2 separate regions of the Sus scrofa genome follow, and region 2 is linked to region 1. Evidence: chromatin contacts called from public HiChIP or PLAC-seq data. All regions are on one chromosome and are shown on one strand. The core of a region is the stretch at or near the end of the contact, and the rest is flanking DNA. Distances in the headings are between cores, read along the strand shown. Region 1 overlaps LOC106506472 (a long non-coding RNA gene). Region 2 overlaps LOC106506472 (a long non-coding RNA gene).

The links. HiChIP or PLAC-seq counts read pairs in DNA pulled down with a chosen protein or histone mark.
Region 2: an H3K27ac HiChIP or PLAC-seq map of alveolar macrophages shows a contact between it and region 1. The contact joins two enhancer-like sites.

What each region holds. Positions count from the first base shown.
Region 1 is chr16:25,206,617-25,212,821 of Sscrofa11.1, reverse strand. All of the region lies in intron 2 of LOC106506472 (a long non-coding RNA gene), which reads left to right. Among named protein-coding and RNA genes, the nearest start is that of DAB2, 430 kb to the right of the region's middle. Within about 2 kb of position 2,856, at least 1 of the 83 cell types and tissues checked has an H3K27ac peak or open chromatin away from gene starts, as enhancers often do. A contact at or near this core is called in alveolar macrophages, where this site is marked.
Region 2 is chr16:25,521,102-25,527,306 of Sscrofa11.1, reverse strand. The region is part of intron 1 of LOC106506472 (a long non-coding RNA gene); the gene reads left to right. Among named protein-coding and RNA genes, the nearest start is that of PTGER4, 150 kb to the left of the region's middle. Within about 2 kb of position 2,361, at least 1 of the 83 cell types and tissues checked has an H3K27ac peak or open chromatin away from gene starts, as enhancers often do. A contact at or near this core is called in alveolar macrophages, where this site is marked.

The sequences.
Region 1 (6,205 bases), core at 1,607-4,106:
GTGGCTAAATGTGAAATTCTGTTTGGAAAAAGGGAGACTTGGTACTGGTCTGGAATTTCCCCTTGATTCTACAGTTGACAATGAGTTATCTTTATGGAAAGTGTTGAAGGAGGGGTCTTACTGGTACAAAGTTGAGTAATAGTTGCTTGGGGTTTACCTAGATCAGTTGAAGTTCTGGGCAGGCCTGACTCTTAGTCTTAAAAAAACGGTGTGGTCTAGCCCCAGTCATATCCCGTGAAGATAAAGCTACCTGTAACTAATATAGCTCTTACATTTCTGTAACTTCCTCATGGTATATTGTCCGAACCTACCTTTTCCCCAGTAGCTATCTAAGGTAAAAATCTTAGCAAATGCAAATAGGACTTATAAATTATCATAGGACACAAGGAACTAGAGAAGATTAATGCTTCAGAGGCTCATTTCTCAAGTACATGGACTTCTAGGGAAGAAAGTTTTGTTGTGGAAAAGAAGAATATTGGAGTTTCTGTTGTGGTTCAGAGGGTTACTCGCAACTAGTATCCATGAGGCTGCAGGTTCCATCCCTGGCCCTGCTCAGTGGGTTAAGGATCTGCTGTTTCTGTGAGCTGTGGTATATGTCACAGATGTGGCTGCAATCTGGCATTGCTGTGGCTGTGGTGTAGGCCGGCAGCTGCAGCTCTCATTAGACCCCTCGCCTGGGAACATCCATATGCTGCAGGTGTGGCCCAGAAAAGGGGGGGGGGAGAGAAAAGAAGAGTATTAGGCAAGCTAATCCTAGAAAACTCCAGAAAAAAAAAATTGGGGATTAACTTTAAAGAAATGATCAGGAAATCACGTCCTGATCAGAGTTTGCAAGATTTTTCCTCATCTTGTTGAAGCCGCAGCGCTTCCCCCTTTCCATTTATACTGTCCCCCAATTCTTCCACATTTACTATGCTTCATTCCCTTTGTGTAGCTGTTTCATAGGATCTTTTTTCTCTCTGTAGTTTGACTGACTAATGGAAAGGTAATATATGAATCATCTTCAGGAAAATTCACATTTCAAAAGGAAATCTTGAAAAGAAGAATATATATATATATATATATATATATATGTATGACTGGGTCACTTGCTGTACAGCAAAAACTGACACAAGATTGTAAATCAATATACTTGAATAAAATTTTTTTTTTTTGTCTTCTTGCCTTTTCTAGGGCTGCTCCCGCAGCATATGGAGGTTCCCAGGCTAGGGGTCCAATCAGAACTGTAGCCGCCAGCCTATGCCAGAGCCACAGCAATGCAGGATCCAAGCCGCGTCTGCACCCTACGCCACAGCTCATGGCAACGCCAGATCCTTAACCCACTGAGCAAGGCCAGGGATCGAACCCTCAACCTCAGGGTTCCCAGTCGGATTCGCTAACCACTGAGCCACGACGGGAACTCCTAGAATGTTTTTTAAAAAGAAATTTTTTAGTGACAAGCAGATAGAGGACTTTCTTTTGATATGAATTTTCACAAAGCTCCTTGATTTGTTCCACATGTTTCTAAGGCTGACCTTGAATTGTGCTTATAGATGGTAGTGTAAATGCTCCAGTTAAATTTACTTTAATGAAAAGAAAGGAAAGCCAAGGAAAAAAATCCAGCTGAAAATTCACTTTTTTATTTGTAGATTTTAATTTAGTGTTTAACCTTTTGAGTAATTTTTTACCACATGGACTTCAAATTTATTTCTTCCAAATGATATGAATATACTTTAAAATGCATCTTACATCTTAAATTACCTTTTCTTTCTTCTCCATACACAGTGCAGATAATGATATGACTGTGTCAATTTAATTCCTCCCCCAGGCATGGCCTGATGGGTCTTTTCTTCTCTTTAGTCTCTCTTCACCTGCCCTTGTCCCTTATCATGGAATTTCATTGCTAACAGCATTCCCTTGTTTTTAGAAACAGAAGTAATTATAACTAAGCCTATCCATTAAAAAAATCTATTTATAGTGCTGGCAATAAGGTTTAGGGAATAGCTGAGTCACAGAGCCATTGAGAGAAATTTTCTTTGGACATTTCATTTTACCAATTTCCCTCTGTTGGTTTTCCTTACCAGCTACCCGGATGGTGCCCTTGCTGCCCAAACAACATTTTAGGTAAATTTAATTCTTCTACTGATTTTCAGATGTCTTGGCTTTTTCCTTCTTTACTTTTTTTTTTATCCATCTTTGAAAGGTAAGTTCTTGAACATTATTTCCTAAGAGGTATCTACTTATCAAGTCAAGTTCTGCAGGAGAAACTTTTATGTAACAACCTCTAACATCATCGGGACCAGAAAGGCTGATAGCAATTTCCAAGTGATCTTCTGTTTATTTATGTATTTTTTACCTGAAGACTTGATCAAAAATTACTTATGTGCTATGCCTCTCTCTCTCTCTCTCTCTCTCTCTCTCTCTCTCTCTCTCTCTCTCTCTCTCTCTCCTCTTTTCTAGGACTATACCCGCAGCATGTGGAGGTTCCCAGGCTAGGGGTTTAATCAGAGGTGTAGCCACTGGCCTATGCCACAGCCACAGCCAAAGCCACAGCCACAGCCACAGCCAAACAGGATCCGAGCCATGTCTGTGACCTACACCACAGTTCATGGCAATGCCAGATCCTTAACCCACTGAGTGAGGCCAGGGATTGAACCTGCAACCTCACGGTTGCTAGTCAGATTTGTTAACTGCTGAGCCATGACGGAAACTCCTCTCTAGATATTTTTGACTGTAAAAATAATTTCAGCTTCTAAGAGACCTAGATTATGGTTAGCCATCTGAGATCCTAATAAAATACTTATAGGCTGTTCCAGCCTATTATTGTTTCGATAATAGGATGATATTACGAAACCTAACAGTTCAAGTTTAGCCCTGCCACTCCTTACCCTATTCAGATCCTCTTCCTTTACTTCCTTATGTCACATCATTGAGTCACCCTCATCTCAATCAAGCCATAATGAAAAATCTTGAGAAATTTTGCTTCCTTTATTTCTTTTTCTCATTCTATTCAATCCATTGCTGAGTCCACAAGTCTCCTGTTTTCTTGTATCTGTGCTCTCATTTACAATCCCACTGTCATCATCATAATGTAGACTCTCATTTTCTATGGCCAGAAAAATTACGAACTCATCTCTCTGCCTTCAGTTTCTGTTGTACAACAAAGTGACACAATCACATATAGTTCCCTGTGCTGAATAGTAGGAGCCCATTGCCCATCCATTCCAAATGTTACTTACAGTTTGCATCCACCAATCCCAAACTCCCCATCCACCCCACTCCCTCCCTCCTACCCCCTCACTCACCCCTGGCAACCACAAGTCTGTTCTCCATGTCCATGAGCTAATTTTTTTTTTTAGATAGGATCATTTATGTTGTATTCTAGATTCCATATATGAGTGACATCATATGGTATTTGTCTTTCTCTTTCTGACTTACTTCACTTAGTATGAGACTCTCTAGTTGCATCCATGTTGCTAAAAATGGCATTATTTCATTCTTTTTTATGGCTGAGTAGTATTCCATTGTATATATGTACTACTTTAATCCATTTATCTATTGAGGACATTTAGGATGCTTCCATGTCTTGGCTACTGTGAATAGTGCTGGAATGAACATGGGGTGCATGTATCTTTTTGAACTCTAGCTCACCATATAATATCACTTATATGTGGAATCTAAAATATGGCACAAATAAACCTATCTACAAAAAAGAAACAGATTCGCAGACATAGAGAACAGATTTGTGGATGCCAGAGAGGAGGGAATGGGATGTACTGGGAGTTTGGCATTAGTAGATGCAAACTATTACATTTAGGATGGATGAGCAATGAAGCCCTGTGTATAGCACAGGGAACTGTATCCAGTCTCTTGGGATAGAACATGATGAAAAATAATATGAGAAAAAAAAGTATATATATTTATGACTGGGTCACTGTGCCATACAGAAGAAATTGACACAGCATTGTAAATCAACTCTAATTTTAAAAAAAGAAAAAAAATATTCATGCTTACTCATAACAAATTTATTTGTCTCTGGTGAGAGTAATGGCATAGAATAGCTTATCTTTTATTTTGAGACATGTTCACAGATGAATGACTGATATTATGATAAAAATCTAGGCGATGCTATGGTTTCTTAACTTCCTGTGCCTATATAGCACATTGTGTTGTTTAAAGTCTAAAGATATTGTAAAGATATAACATTAATACAAGACTTACTAGGTAGTTTTGTCAAACAATCCTTATTATGTTACCTATATTAATAAAAGCTATAATTAAAATATTTCATATTTCATACTACAGAATGTCTTCTCTTGTTAGGATTTTCATGTGTCTCTAAAACATTGGGCTTTTTCTCAAAATTTTGAGTCCTGTTCCCTTTCCTTCTTGGACTTCTTCATGGATCTTTGCAATTGCTAAGAAATTATAAAAGAATAGAGACCCACCCATAGAATTAAATTCTCCATGATACAGATAGTACCTAAGCCAACACCAGCATATCTCCTCCTTTTTATCTTTTTGTCTTTTTTTTGTTGTTGTTGTTTTGTTGTTTGTTGTTGTATGTTGCTATTTCTTGGGGAGTCCCTCCAATATGGAGGTTCCCAGGATAGGGGTTGAATCGGAGCTGGTAGAGGCCTAACGCCAGAGACAACAGCAACTCAGGATCCGAGCCGGGTCTGCAATAACAACAGTTTCAGTGAACAGGCCAAGCCAGTCATTAACCACTATGGCCAAGGGCAGGACCGAACATAATCTCTGTCCTCAGGTCTGATTCTTAAGCACTTGCATTCGTAACTGGACCATCCACAGGATATGGATGCTAATAATAATAGTATCCTCAGCCTGGATAGGTTTTCCCTGAGTGTATCTCATTATTTTCCAGTGACTGTCGGATCTTACCACTAACCTTTTGGGTGAGTGACTGGACTTCTGTTTATTTAGCTCATAATAAGAACAAAAGCTTAAATTGACTGAGTTCTTACTATGTACTAGGGGCTTCATACCCATAATTTATTTAATAAAGGAAATTTAATAATCTCATTTTATGGAGGAGAAACTGAGGTATTGATATCTTAGTTGCTTGCTCAAAGTCATGTAGCTGTAATGGATGAGCCAGAATTTATACCCATTTCTGTTCTATTTCAAAGCCCAAGCCCATAGTTAACGGTGTAAGATTACTGTGCACAAGGCAGATGTTTAGTAAATGAAATTTTTCTCAAGATACTTGTTAAATTGTTCAATTCATTGCTAGAGCAGATCAGTGAGGATCCAATTTGTTAGTTTGTTTAATACCAACAAAGACAAAAAAGAGTCTCAACAGCATATCTGTTGATTTGAAATAGAACCAGGCAATGAACAAAAGGTTTTTTTTCCCCCAACATTTGTACTAATGAATAAAAGGAAGGTGAAGTATTTATTCAGTCTGGTCAATGATAAGAGACTCATGTTACGAATTAAGAGCACTTCTATTTTTTTCTCAATTAACCATAACTTTTAATATTCTCTGGTTAGAAGGTTATATGGGAAATGGGAAATTAATAAGGCTCATAGCTTTGAGATGATTAATGCAATATTCTGTCCTTTAGCCTATACTTGGTTTTCAAGTAAAGGAAGATGGTATGTCATTGAAAGGGCATGTACAGTTTATCCTTTTCCATCCTTTTTCTCTAGGGCTCTCACTTTCTATATTCACTATATTTCTCAACAACACTTTTGAGTTGACTTTCTATAGCTAAGGATATATAAAGGTAATTATTTTCAACAGTCAAATAAATAGCTCTTGTTCTTTTACCCACCTCCTGCCTCTAGAACCACAAAGGTCTAGACCCATTTCCCAGAGATTCTGATTCATTAAGTGCATGATTTAGAAAATCTCTACTATTGATTTGGTTAAGTGACAAGAACCTCTGGCTAAGAAAATCAGCTCCAGATTTGTGATCCATGCCTCTCTAAAATTCTAAGGAAAATTTTAAAATCCATAAAAATTTGTGTTTTTCTTCGCATTATTCCCAAAACTGTGTGTTCACCATGGACTGCCTTCCCAAGAGTTGAACAGGATGGGGATAAATTATGAACAGACTTTATATCCAGAATTTCTCAGCTCCTAGTGAGTGTTTCACGAACAATTGAGTCCTGGAGAATCCCTTTTATCTGCATAACAGATGTAGAGATAGTGTGTTTTCAAAGCCATTTCTGTACTCATGAACCCAGGGACATGTGTGTG
Region 2 (6,205 bases), core at 1,112-3,611, 310 kb before region 1:
CGCACCTGCGGCATATGGAAGTTCCCAGGCTAGGGGTCTAATCGGAGCTGTAGCTGCTGGCCTATACTACAGCCACAGCAATGCCAAAGCCACGGCTTGCAGCGCTGCCAGATTCTTAACCCACTGAGTGAGGCCAGAGATTGAACCCACATCCTCATGGACACTATGTTGAGTTCTTAACCTGCTGAGCCGCAATGGGACTCCTTGGTCTTTTTTCAAGAATCCAAACTCTCTCCCTCTCTCTCTCTATTTAATTATTTATGAAACACCTTTAAAATATTATTATAAAAATATTTATTACTTGGTATATAGTAGGTATTGTACATGTATTCTCTAATGCAAAGAGAAGGTGTAGTACAGTGGTTATGGAATGATGTCTGTAAATTGTCAGCTCTCCCCTCCACCACTTCTTGTAAGGTGGTTTTTAGTCAGGTGCTCCTGAGACTTAAACATGCATAGGAATCCTCTGTCAAACTTATTAAAAGGTAGATTTGGAAGCAGTCACCTGAGTGGGGCTTGACATTTAGCATTTCTAACAATCTTCCAAACGATGCTGATGCTTCTGGTTCCTGGAGCACGTTTCTGTGGCTCAGTTTCCTCTTCTACAAAGTAAGGATAAAAGTAGTATTTATATACTTCTTACAATTACTCTGGGGATTAAGTGAATTTATACTACCAAAGTACTTTAAGAGTGCCTGGTATATAATAGCACATAGTAAGTGTTGGCTATTATTATTATCAACCTTCAAATCAAACCCTCAGGAGAGATGCTATTGTTTTCCATTTTCCTAGGGAGAAAATTGAGGGTAGAGAAGTTAAGTGACTTATTCAAGGTCACATCATTTGTCACAGAGTGCAGGGTCTTAATTCATTTATTTTATTCTTTTCGTCTTTTAGGGCTGCACCCATGGCATATAGAGGTTCCCAGGCTAGGGGTCCAATCAGAGCTGTAGCTACCTGCCTATGCCACAGCCACAGCCACGTGGGGTCTGAGCCGCATCATCTGCGACCTACACCATAGCTCACAGCAATGCCAGATCCTTAACCCACTGAGCAAGTCTAGGGATTGAACCCCCTTCCTCATGGATGCTAATCAGGGTCGTTAACCCCTGAGCCACAATGGTGACTCCAGGGGTTTAACTTTAAATGGTAGTTTTTCATGATCTATGCAGGAAGCGGCTGAATAAATTCCTTTGTTTATTACTTTTTTTCGTGACTCCAAAAACCCAAGTTTTAAGCCACTAAGTCCCATTGTAGCGAAAAAGTCACCACAGCTTTATTTAACAGCTTTCTCCGTTGTCTGTTTACTCTCAGGAATTTCTTCCTAAAGGCTGAAAAGCATGCTTCAAGCCCTCAGTGGACACAGAGATGGTCTATAGTTTCCATCTTCTTGTATTGAAAGTTTCTGCTCCTCTTTAAATCATTTGCTTCTTCATTCTTTTTTAGCATGATGTCTTTATCTTTTCACTTACATTAGCTTTCTCATACTGGGGATGGAAATACAGAAATGATTAGGTTCGTTACCTAGGTGAGAAGGGGGGTTTCAAAATATACCATAGGCTTCCTGTCAAGAGTGTGTGTGTTATGAAATGATTTCCCAGGGCCAGTGGCTAGGCTGTGCGCTTGTGACCACTGGTACCTCTGTGGGAGGCCAGGTCAAGAGGAACTGTCTCGTGATTGATTTGTCAGTACAGCTTGGACCTTAGAATTTTTATTGAAGTGTATGCTTTGTACACTTATCATCTGGTAAATCATCTTTGAATTCAAAAGAGCTTAAAAGGAGTGTAGATGACAGTTAGTGAACTAAGATGCTAATGGCTATGTGAATCAACCTTGGCTCAGTGTTTTTGCTCCTTTATGGAAAAAGCAATGACCCAAGCCATTTTTAGAGGCACTAATGTTTTTATGTACTAGAAGAAAAGTGAATTGATATTTCTCATTACTAAAAATATTAATTGTTCGCCTTTTTAATTGAATTAGGCTTGAAAAGCAAATAGAAAATATTGCACTAAAATACAAAGTTGAAGAAAATACCTTATTTATTCTACCCTCAGAAGTGGCTTCCAGAGATAATTTGATAGGACTCATTATCTTTCTGCTCTGGTACACCAAAGCTACTGCTTCTTTCATCTGGAAAGTTAGTTTAATTAGTTTTCTTCTCCAGGTTTTCACCTGAGCAGTTACAAAGTCAATATATGGCAATCAGTATGTTATAGAAGTTTAGGGATTTATTATATTTGGAGAGGAAGAATCTGAAAATGCATCATGTCAGAATTTATTTAAACTAGTTAACAGAAGAGAAATTTGATCTTCCAAAATAGTAGCACTGGGCAAACCATACCAGTAATATAAGGGGAAGTGAACAAATTAGAGAAGTGAGGACTCTTGCTATAAATCTCAGCATATTTACTACAGGTTTCATTTCCCCATATGTTCTTTTTTTTTCTTTTTGCTCTTTTTATTTTTTATGTTTTCTGTTATAGTTGATTTACAATGTTCTGTCAATTTCTACTGTATAGCAAAGTGACCCAGTCATATATGTATGTATGTGTGTGTGTATACGTGTGTGCGTGTGTGTGTGTGTGTGTGTGTGTGTACTTTTCCTCACATTATCCTCCATCATGTTCCATTACAAGTGACTAGATATAGTTCCCTGTGCTATAGCAGATCTCAGTGCTTATCCATTCCAAAGGCAATAGTTTGCATCTATTAACCCCAAATTCCCAGTCCATCCCCTTCCTTCCCCCTCCCCCATGGCAACCACAAGTCTGTTCTCCATGTCCATGATTTTCTTTTCTGTGGAAAGGTTCATTTGTGTCGTATATTAGATTCCATATATAAGTGATATCATATGGTATTTGTCTTTCTCTTTCTTACTTCACTCAGGATGAGTCTCTAGTTCCATCTCATGTTGCTGTAAATGGCATGATTTTATTCTTTTTTATGGCTGAGTAGTATTCCATTTTGTGTGTGTGTGTGTGTGTGTGTGTGTGTGTGTGTGTGTATGACATCTTCTTAATCCATTCACCTGTCAATGGACATTTGGGTTGTTTCCATGTCTTGGCTATTGTGAACAGTGCTGCAGTGAACATATGGGTTCATGTGTCTTTTTTAAGGAAAGTTTTGTTTGGATATATGCCCAAGAGTGGGATTGCTGGGTCATATGATGGTTCTATATTTAGTTGTTGAAATTGTCACTGTATGCAGATAACATGATACTATATATAGAAAACCCTAAGGACTGCATACAGAAACTACTGAAACTGATCAGTGAATTCTGCAACGTAGCAGGATGCAAGATTAACATTCAGAAATTGGTTGCATTTCTGTATACTAACAATGAAATTTTAGAAAAGAATACAAAAATACAATACCTTTTAAAATCATACCTGAAAAAATTAAATACCTAGGCATAAATCTAACCAAGGAGGTGAAAGACTTATATGATGAGAACTATAAACCATTAATCAAAGAAATTAAAGAGGATTAAAAAAATGGAAAGATATTCCATGCTCTTGGGTTGGAAGAATTAATATTGTAACAATGGCCCTGCTACCCAAAGCAATCTACAGAGTTTATGCAATCTCTATCAAATTACCCATGACATTTTTCACAGAACTAGAGCAAACAATCCAAAAATTTATATGGAACCACAAAAGACCCAGAATTGCCAAAGCTATCCTGAGGAACAAAAACCAAGCAGGAGGCATAACTCTCCCAGACTTCAGGCAATATTACAAAGCTACAGTAATCAAGATAGTGTGGTACTGGTACCAAAATAGAGATACAGGCCAATGGAACAGAATAGTGTACCCAGAAATAAACCCAGACACCTATGGTCAATTATTCTTTGACAAAGGAGGCAAGAATATAAAATGGGAAGAAGACAGTCTTTTCAGCAAGTGGTGCTGGGAAAGCTGGACAGCCGCATGTGAATCAGTGAAGCTGGAACACACCCTCACACCATGCACAAAAATAAACTCAAAAGTGGCTTAGAGACTTACATGTAAGACAAGATACCCTCAAACTCCTAGAAGAGAACATAGGCAAAACATTCTCTAACATCAACCATACAAATGTTTTCTTAGGTCAGTCTCCCAGGGCAACAGAAATAAAAGCAAAAATAAACCAATGGGACCCAATCAAACTGACAAACTTTTGCACAGAAATGGAAACCATAAAAAAACCAAAAAGACAACCTACAGAATGGGAGAAAATAGTTTCAAACAATGCAACTGACAAGGGCTTAATCTCTAAAATATACAAGCAACTAATACAACTCAACAGCAAAAAAAAAAAAAAAAAAAAACCAACACCCAGTTGTAAAATGGACAAAAGGCTTGAATAGACATTTCTCAAAAAAGATATACAGATGTCCAACAAGCACATGAAAAAATGCTCAACATCACTGATTATTAGAGAAATGCAAATCAAAACTGCTGTGAGATACCACCTCACACCTGTTAGAATGACCATCATTAATAAGTCCACAAATAACAAATGCTGGAGAGGATGTGGAGAAAAGGTACTCTCCTTCACTGTTGGTGGGGATGTGAATTGGTACAGTCCCCATATATTCTGAAAAAGACATGTTAAGAATGCATGATATTGGTTGTATCTTTGGACTATAAAGAGTAGTTTTTCATAATTTCTACTTCTGATATAATACAGTTGCTCACACTTGCTCATTTATCCATCCATCCATTCCACATGGATGTGTTGCGATTGTACCATGATCCAGCCTTGCTAATGGATTGAATGTGGGGAGTCTGAGAAAGGGAAAAATCAAAGACTGCCTTTAGGATTTTGATTGGATAAGTAAGGTAGTAATGGTAGAGATGCTCATTTATTCAGAGATTGATGGAGAATATATTTCAGAGGCTACTGAGTAGGAAATATGTGTTGGGTTTTGAGGATATTAAGAGGTGTCCTATAGGTGATTGGATGTGCACATTTAGTGTTTGAGTGGTCAAGGATGGTGATTTAGGAGTCATCCTCATATAGACAGAATATGAAGCTCTTGGACTAGATTAGAGCACCTAGGGAGTAGGTGTAATCTTAGATAAGAAGAAGTTCTAGGAATTCCTGTCGTGGCTCAGTGGTTAACAAACCCGACTAACAACCATGAGGACTTGGGTTTGATCCCTGGTCTTGCTCAGTGGGTTAAGGATCCGGCATTGCTGTGAGCTGAGGTGTAGGCCACAGACATGGCTTGGATTCTTTGTTGCTGTGGCTGTGGCTGTGGCTGGCGGCTACAGCTCCAATTTGACCCCTAGCCTGGGAACCTCCATATGCCACAGGTGCGCCCTAAAAAGACAAAAGACAAAATTAAAAAAAAAAAAAAAAAGGAAGAAGGTTTAGACCTGAGGTTTTATACTCCACCATATCATGATTAAGAACAGAAGGATGCTTCTGTGAAGTGGATAGAAAAGGGAAAGACTGTGAAACAGGAAGTAAAATTATAAAATGTGTTGTGCTGGAAGCAAAGAAAAGAAAGTGTTTCAAGGACATGATTAGCTGTGCTTGATGCTGCTGAGAGTTAAAAATGGGGGCCAAGCATTGATAATTGGGTTTGACGATGTGAGTGAATTTAGTGCAGTTGCTGAATTAACATTCTGATTAGAAGGGTTGAGAACCTGAAGACAGCTATCGCGGGCATCACTTTTGAGGAGTTTTTCTGTAAATGAGAATAGAAAAATAGGCCAGATGCTAGGGAGAGTTTGTGTGGTCAAGGAGTGTGTTTTTAAGATGGGAGATATTACAGCATAGTTGTATGGTGAAGAGAAAACTGGTGTTGAAATTAGGGGAGAGAATATTGTAGAAGCAAAGTCTTTGAGTAGGGGCAAGGGGATGGAATTGGGAAAATTAAAAGAAGTTAGCTTTAGAACAGGTCATCCATGTGATAGGAGGGAAGGGAGAGGGAATGGGTACTCATGTGGATAGGCTGATAAACCTGGTGTAGGAAAGATATGGAAATTATCTCCTAAATAATTCTATTTAATTAAGAAATAAGAGGCAAGAATTTCAGCTAGTATGGAGATTTGGGGAGAGAAGCAAGACATGAAAAGAGGTGTATGTGGACTACGAAAGTCAGAGGAAGGTAGAAGATTGCTGGGCAGTATTTTTGAGTTTCGAGGTCATACTTGAAAGACCAGTCAGCATTGTTCTGTATTTTTCTGTAGCCACAGTCAGCTGCTCAGTTGCA